2 separate regions of the Mus musculus genome follow, and region 1 is linked to region 2. The links are chromatin contacts, called in public HiChIP or PLAC-seq maps. All regions are on one chromosome and are shown on one strand. Each heading gives the region's core, a stretch centred on a gene start, on an enhancer-like site or on the middle of the called end of the contact. The rest is flanking DNA. Distances are from core to core; before and after follow the strand shown. Region 1 has its middle 14 kb from the start of Gm46721. Region 2 has its middle 190 kb from the start of Sox5os3.

Region 1 (4,946 bases), core at 2,064-4,563, 450 kb before region 2:
GAGAACCTACACTCACACACATCTCCCTTTATCTGCCTCAGGACTGTTTTTAAGAAATGCCGAGACGCAGCAGAGGAAGCTGGCGTGGGGCGGCTTCTAGACTGGCGCCGGCTGAGGGTCCTTGTCTCCTACCCTTCTGTCAGCCATCCAATGGACTGTCCCTGTCAGCTCCTTGTCCCTGTTGGTCTTGGGACCTTCCAGTGCCACCTCTGAGAAGCTCTGAGTTACCTGGGAAAGTTCTAAGATTTGCTCTGGGCTGCACCAGGATGGGGGCCCATTACTGCCTGGAGCTTCTTCATAGCCTCCTCATGTCTGAAGCAGGGAATATACATTGTCTTAGACACCTCTTTTACTCTTCCTAACATGCGGCTATGACCTGACCTAAGCTTTATAGCTCTTAAGAAGCAACTTTAATAAAATATAATCTGCACATCCCACTACTTCCCTGTTCAAAGTGTGATTTCCTCGTGTTTAGGACTGTCACGTGACCACACAGCCATCACTGCCAGCTTCCATCTAAGCGGCTGAAACTCTCCAAAGCTAAGGGTCTGGATTTTATTTGTCTCTTTCCCAACCCTGGAGGGTGCCTGGAGAAAAGAAAGGGTAGTATAATGGTTTCCATGTTGGAAAAGAGGAATAGGTAACAAGACGAAGCTCACTGCTTCTTGGGCAGACCCAAATTGTCCTGTGCTTTGTTAAACACTTCGTGACTGCTTCAGGAACCATGGCTCAGCTGGGCTGTAGAAAACCCCTAACTCTCTCTTCTTTGTCTCATTCAAAACTGGTTATACAGCTGGAGAGAGAGCGAGAGCTAGGCAGTTCGGAGCACCTACTGCTCTTCCAGAGGGTCTGAGTTCAGTTCAGGGGGTCTATCGCCCTCTTATGGCCATCTTGGGTACTGCACACATGGTGCACATACACTAACATAGCAAATCACTCGTATACATGAAAGTAAATCTTTAAAACGTGGTTGTATGCCAGGTGGTGCACGCCTTTAATTCCAGCACTTGGGAGGCAGAAACAGGTGAATTTCTGAGTTTGAGGCCAGCCTGGTCTACAGAGTGAGTTCCAGGACAGCCAGGGGAACACAGAGAACCCCTGTCTCGAAAAATAAAAACAAAAACCCAACCCCCCTACCCCCCAAAAAAAACAAAAAAACAAACAAACAAAAAAACCAAACCAAACCAAACCAACCAACCAACCAAACCAACAAAAAAACCCCAAAACCAAACCAAACCAAACCAAACCAACAACAAGAACAACAACAATAAAAGTGGGTGTCTAATTTCCTTTTACACAGTCCATCTATATTCAGAAAAGGATGCTCCCCACCTAAGCTTCCCTTCCAACAGCGCCTGCACATTGTCAACTGTAAGGCTTATTTTCATCCTATGCTCAATTTGCTTCTCTTAAAACGTAACCAGTGTTTTCTTACATATCTTATTGGTACTACAGTTTGGCTTAGGGAAAAACTCACTCTGGGGTTTTAGTTTTGTGGAGACTTTCTGTGAGGTCATTGCTATTAATCCAGGGCTTTCAAAGCATTGGGTACGAATGAGTTCATCTCTTACATCATTTCCTAACGAGGACCCTAGCAGCTGTGGACTTAGTCGAAGTACTCAAAGTTATGTCTACCAATGTGACGTGACAGTAGTGTTCAGCTAAATAATGTAATGCACAGTTAGAATCCTGACCCTTCCTCTACGATCTGTTAACATTCACAGATATGAATGATTTATATAGATTTATTAAAAAATTTAAAATGTATTGTCAGAAAAGGGTTGAGTTCCCTGGGCTTGGAGTTACAGATGGCTGTAAGCTGCCTTGTAAGTAAACCTGGATCCTTTGGAAGTACAGCCAGCGCTCTTAATTTTTTTTTGAATTAATTTTTTAGTCAGTTTACAAAATAGTGGGGTGAATTACGAAAGTCTCCTACACATGTATCATTGTGTTTTGCTCATAATTGCACCATCATATCCCTCTCTTGTCTTCTGCTTGCTGCTCCCTGTGTTGGCTGGTATTGTGTGTCAACTTATAACACAAGCTATCGTCATCAGAGAGGAAAGAGCCTCAGTTGAGGAAATGCTCCATGCGATCCAGCTGTGGTGCATTTTCTTAGCTAGTGATCAATGGGGGAGGGACCAGCCATGGTGGGTGGTACCATCTCTGGGCTGAGCAAGCCAGTTTGGGGTACCATCCCTCCATGGCCTCTGCATCAGCTCCTGCTTCCAGGTTCCTGTCCTGTTTGTATTCCTGTCCTGACTTCCTTCAATATGAACAGCAATATGGAAGTGTAAGCCAAATAAACCCTTTCCTCTCCAACTTGCTTTTTGGTCATGGTGTTTCATCACAGCAATAGAAACCCTGACTAAGACATTCCCCTTCCAAATACCACCCCCCATGCTGACCTGTCATATATATGTATATAATTGTATGCATATAATTAAATCTATATTCTCCTATGAGAGAGAAGGTGATATGTGGTTTACTCACAGAGCATGTGTCTCACATGCACAGAATTCTGACTATAGTCTCCAGCATTGCAAAAAATATGATTGACTGCAGTGTGAAGCCATGGTGGCCTGTGAGTGTGGTGCACTGTGGCCATGGAAACTGTGCTCTGCCCACCCCTTCCTGTCTGTGTTTGCCCCATCAGGCTCTTTGGGAGCTTGTCCTTTACCCAGAGTGCTTGACAGAACGTTGAGGAGCCCACATCTTGGTCAGCACATCACGTACCTGGTCCTTGGGTTCCCCTCTGCTGACCATGTATGGGAATGAAGGGACAGCTGTCCATCCAGGGAGTCTTTGTTCATTTTGCTTGAGGGAAGAAATAGAAAGAAAGAAAGAAAGAAAGAAAGAAAGAAAGAAAGAAAGAAAGAAAGAAAGAAAGAAAGAAAGAAAGAGAAAGGAAGGAAGGAAGGGAGGGAGGGAGGGAGGGAGGGAGAGAGGGAGGGAGGGAGGGAGGGGGATAGAGAGAGAGAGAGAGAGAGAGAGAGAGAGAGAGAGAGAGAGAGAGGGAGAGAGAAGAATGAAAGGGAAAAGATACCTTGGAACAAGTGCCAGTCGGAAGATCATTTTCTCCGACCCTTTGCAAACGCCTGGCTGTACCCTGGCTTTCCTTCTCTCTTTTACTTGTGACAAAGGTGAAGGCCAGTGCTGCAAGTGAAATCCCTCTCCTCTTTGTCTCATCGGTATTTATTCCTCATGCTTACTGAGCCTCTGTCACGTCTCAGGGAAGGAATTCCCTCCTGAGCAGTGCAATTAGGAAGGCAATGGAGACTATTAAACATCTCTGAATACAGGTGGCAAATTGCCATGAAGCCCATCTCTGGAGCCCACCAAAGGGCTGTGAGTGAGCTGCCAATCACCGCCCACCATTCCAGCACTGCTTTATGCTTCTTTTCAATACCAGCCCCTCCAAGATTAGCTTCCTCATCCTCCCCTCCCCACATCTTGCCTCCTAAATGCATATCAATATCAGGGAGCAAGCATGAGGCAGGTGGAGCGACAAGAAATTCAAAGTAGCGAGACCAAAAGCAAGCAAGCAAGCAACTAACCAAGCAAGCAACTAACCAACTAACCAAGCAACCAACCAACTAGCTAACCAACCAACCAACCAACCAAGCAAGCAACCAACCAACCAGCTAACCAACCAGCTAACCAACCAACCAACCAACTAACCAACTAACTAACCAACCAACTAACTAAGCAATCAAAACAAGCCCCACCAGCTCCCAGGTCAGTTGGAGAAGAGCTGCCTACACACAGTCTTGTCACAGGAGATCTCTGCCCCAGGGTCCAACTTCCAGAAGTAAAAATAGTTGCCTGTGCATCTGCTATGCAAACTGTTTGGTGGCTGTCTGACATGGGTAGCCAGGAGTCTATGTTTTATTGACCCCATGTAGTGGACAAGTGCAGATGCTATGCTGAACAGTTCTCAAGGCCTATAGTGAAGGAGCAGTAGTATGCATGTGGAGAACTGACTCTCTCATTATTCTCCTCTCACCTCAGGAAATCCCCATTCTGGTCCCTTGAGAGCACTCCAGGGTGGCCCCTGTTTCGCCATGAGGAAGCTAATGAACCAACCTAACTTGGTTGGGTTTGGAGGTGGAGGTGAGGAATTATGCCCGAGGTCACACAGTCCCTGAAAGTCGAGAAAACAAACACACAGGCAGGCATAGCAGTCCGTAGCATTTCCTGGAATAAAATGTGTCGAATAGTTTCTGATTAATTTTCCATTTATCAGACATGGGAATGCCACACGGGAAGCCACGAGAAAGTCAAACTAAACAAGACCCAGGGAGCAAGGACACCATTGTACATTCCAAGTGTCAATCACTCAGAGACAAGGAAGTTCCCCTCACAGCCTGGGGGTGGCCAGTTGCAAGTGCCCATTTTTGAATTGTAGTGACCTCTCTTGTCCATACTTGGCCTCTTATAGGGAACACAGGCACCACGGAGTCCAGAGTAACTCCATTCATTTAGAAATGGTTCTTTTAAGGCTGAGAGGATGGTTTCATTGGTGAACTGTGCATGCGTAAACCCACTCCTGAGAAGGGCAGGGCCAGCAGGGCCCCTGAGCACTGTGGTCAGCCTGTCTGTGGAGCCAGGGAGCTTGGTTTCCGTAAGAGACCCCGACTCAAAAACCAAGATGGCAAGTGATTAAGGAAGACCGCTGATGCCAACCTCTGGCCTCCACATGTATGTGTACACATAAGTACATGCACACGTCCGTGCAAATATGACATAGTGTACAACATGCACACACACATATTTAAAAATCTTTTTTCTAGAAAAATCCCCAGACTTTGGACAGTTAAAAAAAAAAAAAAGAACAATGTTTCCAGAAATATCAAAACCTTGGGCACATAGGGTAGGAATGGGCATATACACCCCACAATTTGTGTTATGACAGCCATCTCTTATGAGTGTCACATGGTCACTAG
Region 2 (5,031 bases), core at 349-2,848:
ATGAATGTCATACCATCAAAGTAATTTGAACTGATAAGTCACAGTGATAATAGTAATAGAAAACTCATAAGGTATTACAGAATTTTGCAAGTGATTTGTTATTCAGCATGCCATGTTAAATGATATCTGTCACTTGGCAAGATATGTGAAATAAGCCATATGTCACATCTTGCCTTTCACTGGGGGACACTACCTACATTTAGGGGAGCTCGAGAGGCCATGGGCATGCTGAGTATATCTTTCAGAATAAGTTTTAAAGTAATGTCAAATAAAGCTGGGCAAGGTGGTGCATAAAGAGAATCTTAGCACTTTAGAGGTGGAAGTAAAAAGGTGAGGAATTCAAGCTTATCCCCAGCTACATAGTGCATGCAAGGCTAGCCTGAGCTATATGAGAGCCTGCCTATAAAACTAATTAAAGAACAAACTAAAAGAAAGAAAGAAAGAAAGAAAGAAAGAAAGAAAGAAAGAAAGAAAGAAAGAAAGAAAGGAAGGAAGGAAGGAAGGAAGGAAGAAAGGAAGAAAGGAAGAAAGGAAGAAAGGAAGAAAGGAAGAAAGGAAGAAAGGAAGAAAGGAAGAAAGGAAGAAAGGAAGGAAGGAAGGAAGGAAGAAAGGAAGAAAGAAAGGAAGGAAGGAAGAAAGGAAGAAAGAAAGAAAGTCTCCTGAGCCTCCAATAGCAGAACTAAAACTGCTGTCTGTCGGTGGGGGCTGGAGATAGATCTGGGGTTGAAAGCTTTTAAGGATTCAAGTTCAGACACCAGTACTTGTGTCGATCAGCTCAGAACTGCTAGCAACCCCAACTCCAGGGGTCCCCATTCCCTCTTCTAGCATCTGTGGCACCAGCAGATATGCACATGTGTGCACACACACGCAGGCACGCACACACACACTAAATATATGATAAAATATAAAAATTATTGTCAGTAATTTCCATCTATAGAAAGCTGAGAGACGTCTGAGCAAAACTTACTCCTTAATACTAGCGTGCTAAAAGTGTTTGTACTTCAGAGAATTTAGAAATCATCTTAAAGCGCCTTTCTCTTCATGTAAACATTACACATCTTGTGTATAATGTAATGAATGTAAGAAGATATCTTCAAAGATGTGGCTTTTCTCAAATACAAAGCATAAGAATACATATGAAAAAATGGCATATCCCCTGTTGCAGATTAGTGAATCCTGTTTTTCTTGGCCCTTTCTCTGCTCCTAAGTCAACTTTAAATACTCTTTGTCCCTAGGAAAGAAATATTGAAAAGCTAGCCCCACTTAAACAGTGGATGTGTCTCTGTGTCTGACCAAGGCAACGCAGGAGGCCCAAGCCTGCCCCCTTCCCTCCTGCTCCACAAGTGCTCACCAAGGGTTAACCGAGAAGCCCTCTATTATCCTCCTGAAAGCCCAGTGGGCTCTTTCAGGAGACTCTAAACAATGGGCTCCGTGAGGCTGTTCTGTCTAATTACTCAAAGACAGGGATGTTAAAGAGGAATTAATGACAGTTGACAAGTGCAATTAATAATTATAGCTAAGCCGGGAGTCATGCAGAAGGCAGATGACAATACCTGGGTGGCTGTGCATGCCCGCCTGCATGCCTGGCTGGTGCTCTCTGTGTGAGTTTAAAGTGAGAGGCTTTGTGTTGCCTGGCCACACTTCATGCTGATGGGGCAGAAACAAATCCAGCCATTCTAATAAGCTCTCCCTCCCTCCTCTTCTCCCCTCCCCTCCTCTCCTCTCCACTCTCCTACCCTCTCCTCTCTTACCCTACCCTGCCCCACCCTACCCTACCCTGCCCTACCCTACCCTACCCTACCCTACCCTACCCTATTCTATCCTGTCCTGTCCTTCCTGTTTATCTCCTCTCCATTCTGTCCTGCCCTCAGTTCTGCCAGGAGGACTCAGACCTTACCAGGAGCTATGCTTGGCTCTCTTGTTGTCACTATAAGCTGGTTGGACAAAGCTACTTAAAATTCCTGCTGGGAAAGTGGAGGAAGGGGCAGAGAAGAGGTGGGGGCACAAGTGGGATTTCCATATCAAAGGGCAAGGCTCTGGCTCTGGATGGTAATTAAAGCACCCCAGTTTTATCTTTATGGTCAAGTCATGAAAGGAAAGAAAGAAAAAAAAAGAAGAATTCCTCAGGCCTTCCAGATGCTAGAGAGGAAAGCCTTAAATCAGATGAAAGTTGAGCTAAGAAGTATCTAAGCTAACCTGGCCAGTCTCTGTGTCTGGTACTCTGTGCTCCTCAGGCAGCTGTGAGAGGCAGCTCATCTCTTCGCTCACTTCACACAGCTTACACCTTGGGCTTCCCCAGTTTGCAGAGTCTCCATCACCTGCCAAAGTTGTGACATGCTCACCGTGCAGAGGGAGTTGTGTACTTCAAGCAAAGTAACTTGTTCAGAGACACTGCTTCAGCCTCAGATCCATGTTAGCATCACTTACCATATACATCTATTTTTAAAATACTTCAGATCTGCCTTGCATGAACCATAAACGTCGTCGTCGTCACACCCCTTACATTTACTGCTGGGCTGCTTCACTCTGCTGCTGTGTCTTCTCCAACACTCCCATTTGCAAAGTCATTGCTTTATGAAATAATTACTTTAAGCTGAAGTATGGGACTTACATGCAGTTTCAAATTTGTTAAGTGAGAAGGCCATTTGTGTTCCGGGAAAGGGAGACTTAAGCGTCTTTTTTTTTTTTTTTTTTTGGATGGGACGTTCAACTGAGATCATTAAGGATTGCTGCAGAGATTTTTTTTTTTCCCAATGAGTAGAGAAGCCCGGCCAAACTCTAATGTAGATAATTACATTTCACCTCCCTAATTCCCTGGCTGCTTTAATTAGGAACAATTCCACTTTGCATTCCCCTTACAATGTGCCTTTAAACTTCCTTCTAGCTTGCCCTCTGTCCTTTGTAGCTGCCATGTCTCCTGCTGCCTAACCTGGCCTTAGAGTGGTACTTACATCACAACAAAACCATACACTGATCCTGCCTTCAAGTGACACAGGCCCCAGCCTTTTCAGTAAATGGAGAGCAGTTAGTTTTCCTAGCAATGTCAGCCCACGCTATCTCAAAGGCCACATCTCCGCATCAATGCTCATATTCCATTCTTGTAAGGGCAAACTAGCTTATACATTCCATGTAGGCAAGAGTATGTCTGGTGTATTGAAATTGCATCAGGAAGCAATTAAGGAAAACAACAAAGGTTTGTGGGCAACAAGGACAGGACAGAACTTGTGGAGAACACTGCTCTTGGAGGAAGCCCCGCTTTGACTTGAGAGAAAGAAGCGACTGTCAGTGCTCACCGCGGTCCTTGTTGCCTGGCTTCTCACCTGCTCTCTTTTTATTCACAGTTGTGCGGCCCTTGCTAAGAACCAGGATAATGTCTTCTGGGTTTCATGCAGCAAAGTACATAGGTCATTGGGTATAATTAACAATGAGCATAGCGTTGTTAGCAGACATGAATCCAAGCACTTAAGACACAAAAAACAGATGACCCACATCCAAACTGGCAGCCTATAGTAGTCCAAGAAAGAAGTTGAAAGAACATGTTAGATGGAGTGATGAATTTGCTGACTCATTTTGGCTGCTGAGAGACTGCACTGCGCCTTGCGATCCTGAGCATAGTTAAGAAAATTTAAAACTGGTGTGGTGATACACACCTTTAATCCCAGATCTTACGAGGCTGAGGCAGGGGGATCCTTGTAAGCTTGATGTTGGCACAGGGTATGACTTACAATCTAGTCTGGGCCACATAGTGTGACTTTGTCTCAAAAGACAAAAAGCAAAACCACAAAGATGTACTCAACAAATTCTGTAAGCAGGTGTCCCCGTGAGATACACAGTCTACCTTCTTTGGTGTATAGTATTATCTTGTGACCAAATAGAGGCTGTGGAGGACACCTGAAAGATAACTGTAGATAGACCAGGAAATGAGAGGCAGAAACACTGATGATAATTAACTGATTTTTCTGGCTCCTGTGGCACCAGCTCTTGAGACACCCTGTTGATACCAACTTATTTATTTTTCCCTAAAACAATTACAATTATCAGGGATTGATAATTGCTCCCATTTTATAGCTGAGAAGACTGAGGTATAGGGAATTAAGTTTCTTAGAATATCAAATCAGCTCCACGTGTACACGGAGATTTTAGAATTCTGTTATTTTTTTTTTTTTTACTTCCATGCCTTAATATCAATTAAATACCACAGTAATAACTGGAATTATAATTATATTCTTCACAGAGAAGTGGGGTTTTCAGAATTAAACTTTATTATCGTACCCAGAGAAGACAAAATATCATGCACATTGCAGTGAAGAAAGAGACCGTGTCTCACATCTCTTTTCCATGATGGCACTCTCCTTGGGTTTGGCCCCTTCCAGGTGTGGTCTTGTTCTCAAAGATATTACTTCATGGTTCCTGCTTCTCCCAGGAGGAGACTCTACCTTTGCTTGTCTTTTGTTTGGCCTTTTCCTTCCTAGTGCTAAAGACAAAGGAAACACAAATGGCTGGAGGGGACTTGCCGAGACTTGTATGGGTCAGTGTTAGTGTTGGGGTGAAGTTCTAGGTGAATTTTTATGGCCAAATCCTGATGGTTGACATCAATAATGGACAGGTCAAAAATCTGACCACAGAGCCTTCTCAGGTGATATGTTGCTTTATAGAATCAAGATGTTAAGACAGAAAGTTGCACATGTGTTTCCCCCCCCCCCCCAACTTTTCTTTTAAGTTCTACGTGTGTGTGTGTGTGTGTGTCCGCGCGCGCATGCATCCACATGTCATGACATGCACATGAAGTCAGACAACTGTAGGGAATCAGGTCTCTCGTTCCCTACTGTGGGTCCCAGGAATTGAACTCAGACCCTCAGGCTTGGTAGCAGATGCCTTGACCTGCTGAGTGGACCTGAGAATGCACTGAGATGGAAATCTCTCTCTCTGGCAGAAGTCCCTGCAGCTGACCCGCCTGGTGGGGGCGCTGTCTTCTGCACTGGCTTCTGCTCTCTTCAGCCTTTCTCTTTGTTCCCCCTGCCCCCCTCCCTC

What was found. HiChIP or PLAC-seq counts read pairs in DNA pulled down with a chosen protein or histone mark.
Region 1: a contact with region 2 is called in an H3K4me3 HiChIP or PLAC-seq map of embryonic basal ganglia, with 4 times the contacts expected there. The contact joins two enhancer-like sites. A contact is called at or near these places in 1 of 484 Hi-C or Micro-C datasets (bone marrow-derived macrophages), 2 of 115 datasets of contacts at active chromatin or transcription factors (embryonic basal ganglia and oligodendrocyte precursor cells) and 1 of 9 other capture datasets (embryonic stem cells).

The regions. Positions count from the first base shown.
Region 1 is chr6:144,928,533-144,933,478 of GRCm38.p6, reverse strand. No RefSeq gene overlaps it. Among named protein-coding and RNA genes, the nearest start is that of Gm46721, 14 kb to the left of the region's middle. Within about 2 kb of position 3,313, at least 7 of the 459 cell types and tissues checked have an H3K27ac peak or open chromatin away from gene starts, as enhancers often do. A contact at or near this core is called in embryonic basal ganglia, where this site is marked.
Region 2 is chr6:144,477,793-144,482,823 of GRCm38.p6, reverse strand. It overlaps a transcript of Sox5 not described here. Among named protein-coding and RNA genes, the nearest start is that of Sox5os3, 190 kb to the left of the region's middle. Within about 2 kb of position 1,598, at least 35 of the 459 cell types and tissues checked have an H3K27ac peak or open chromatin away from gene starts, as enhancers often do. A contact at or near this core is called in embryonic basal ganglia, where this site is marked.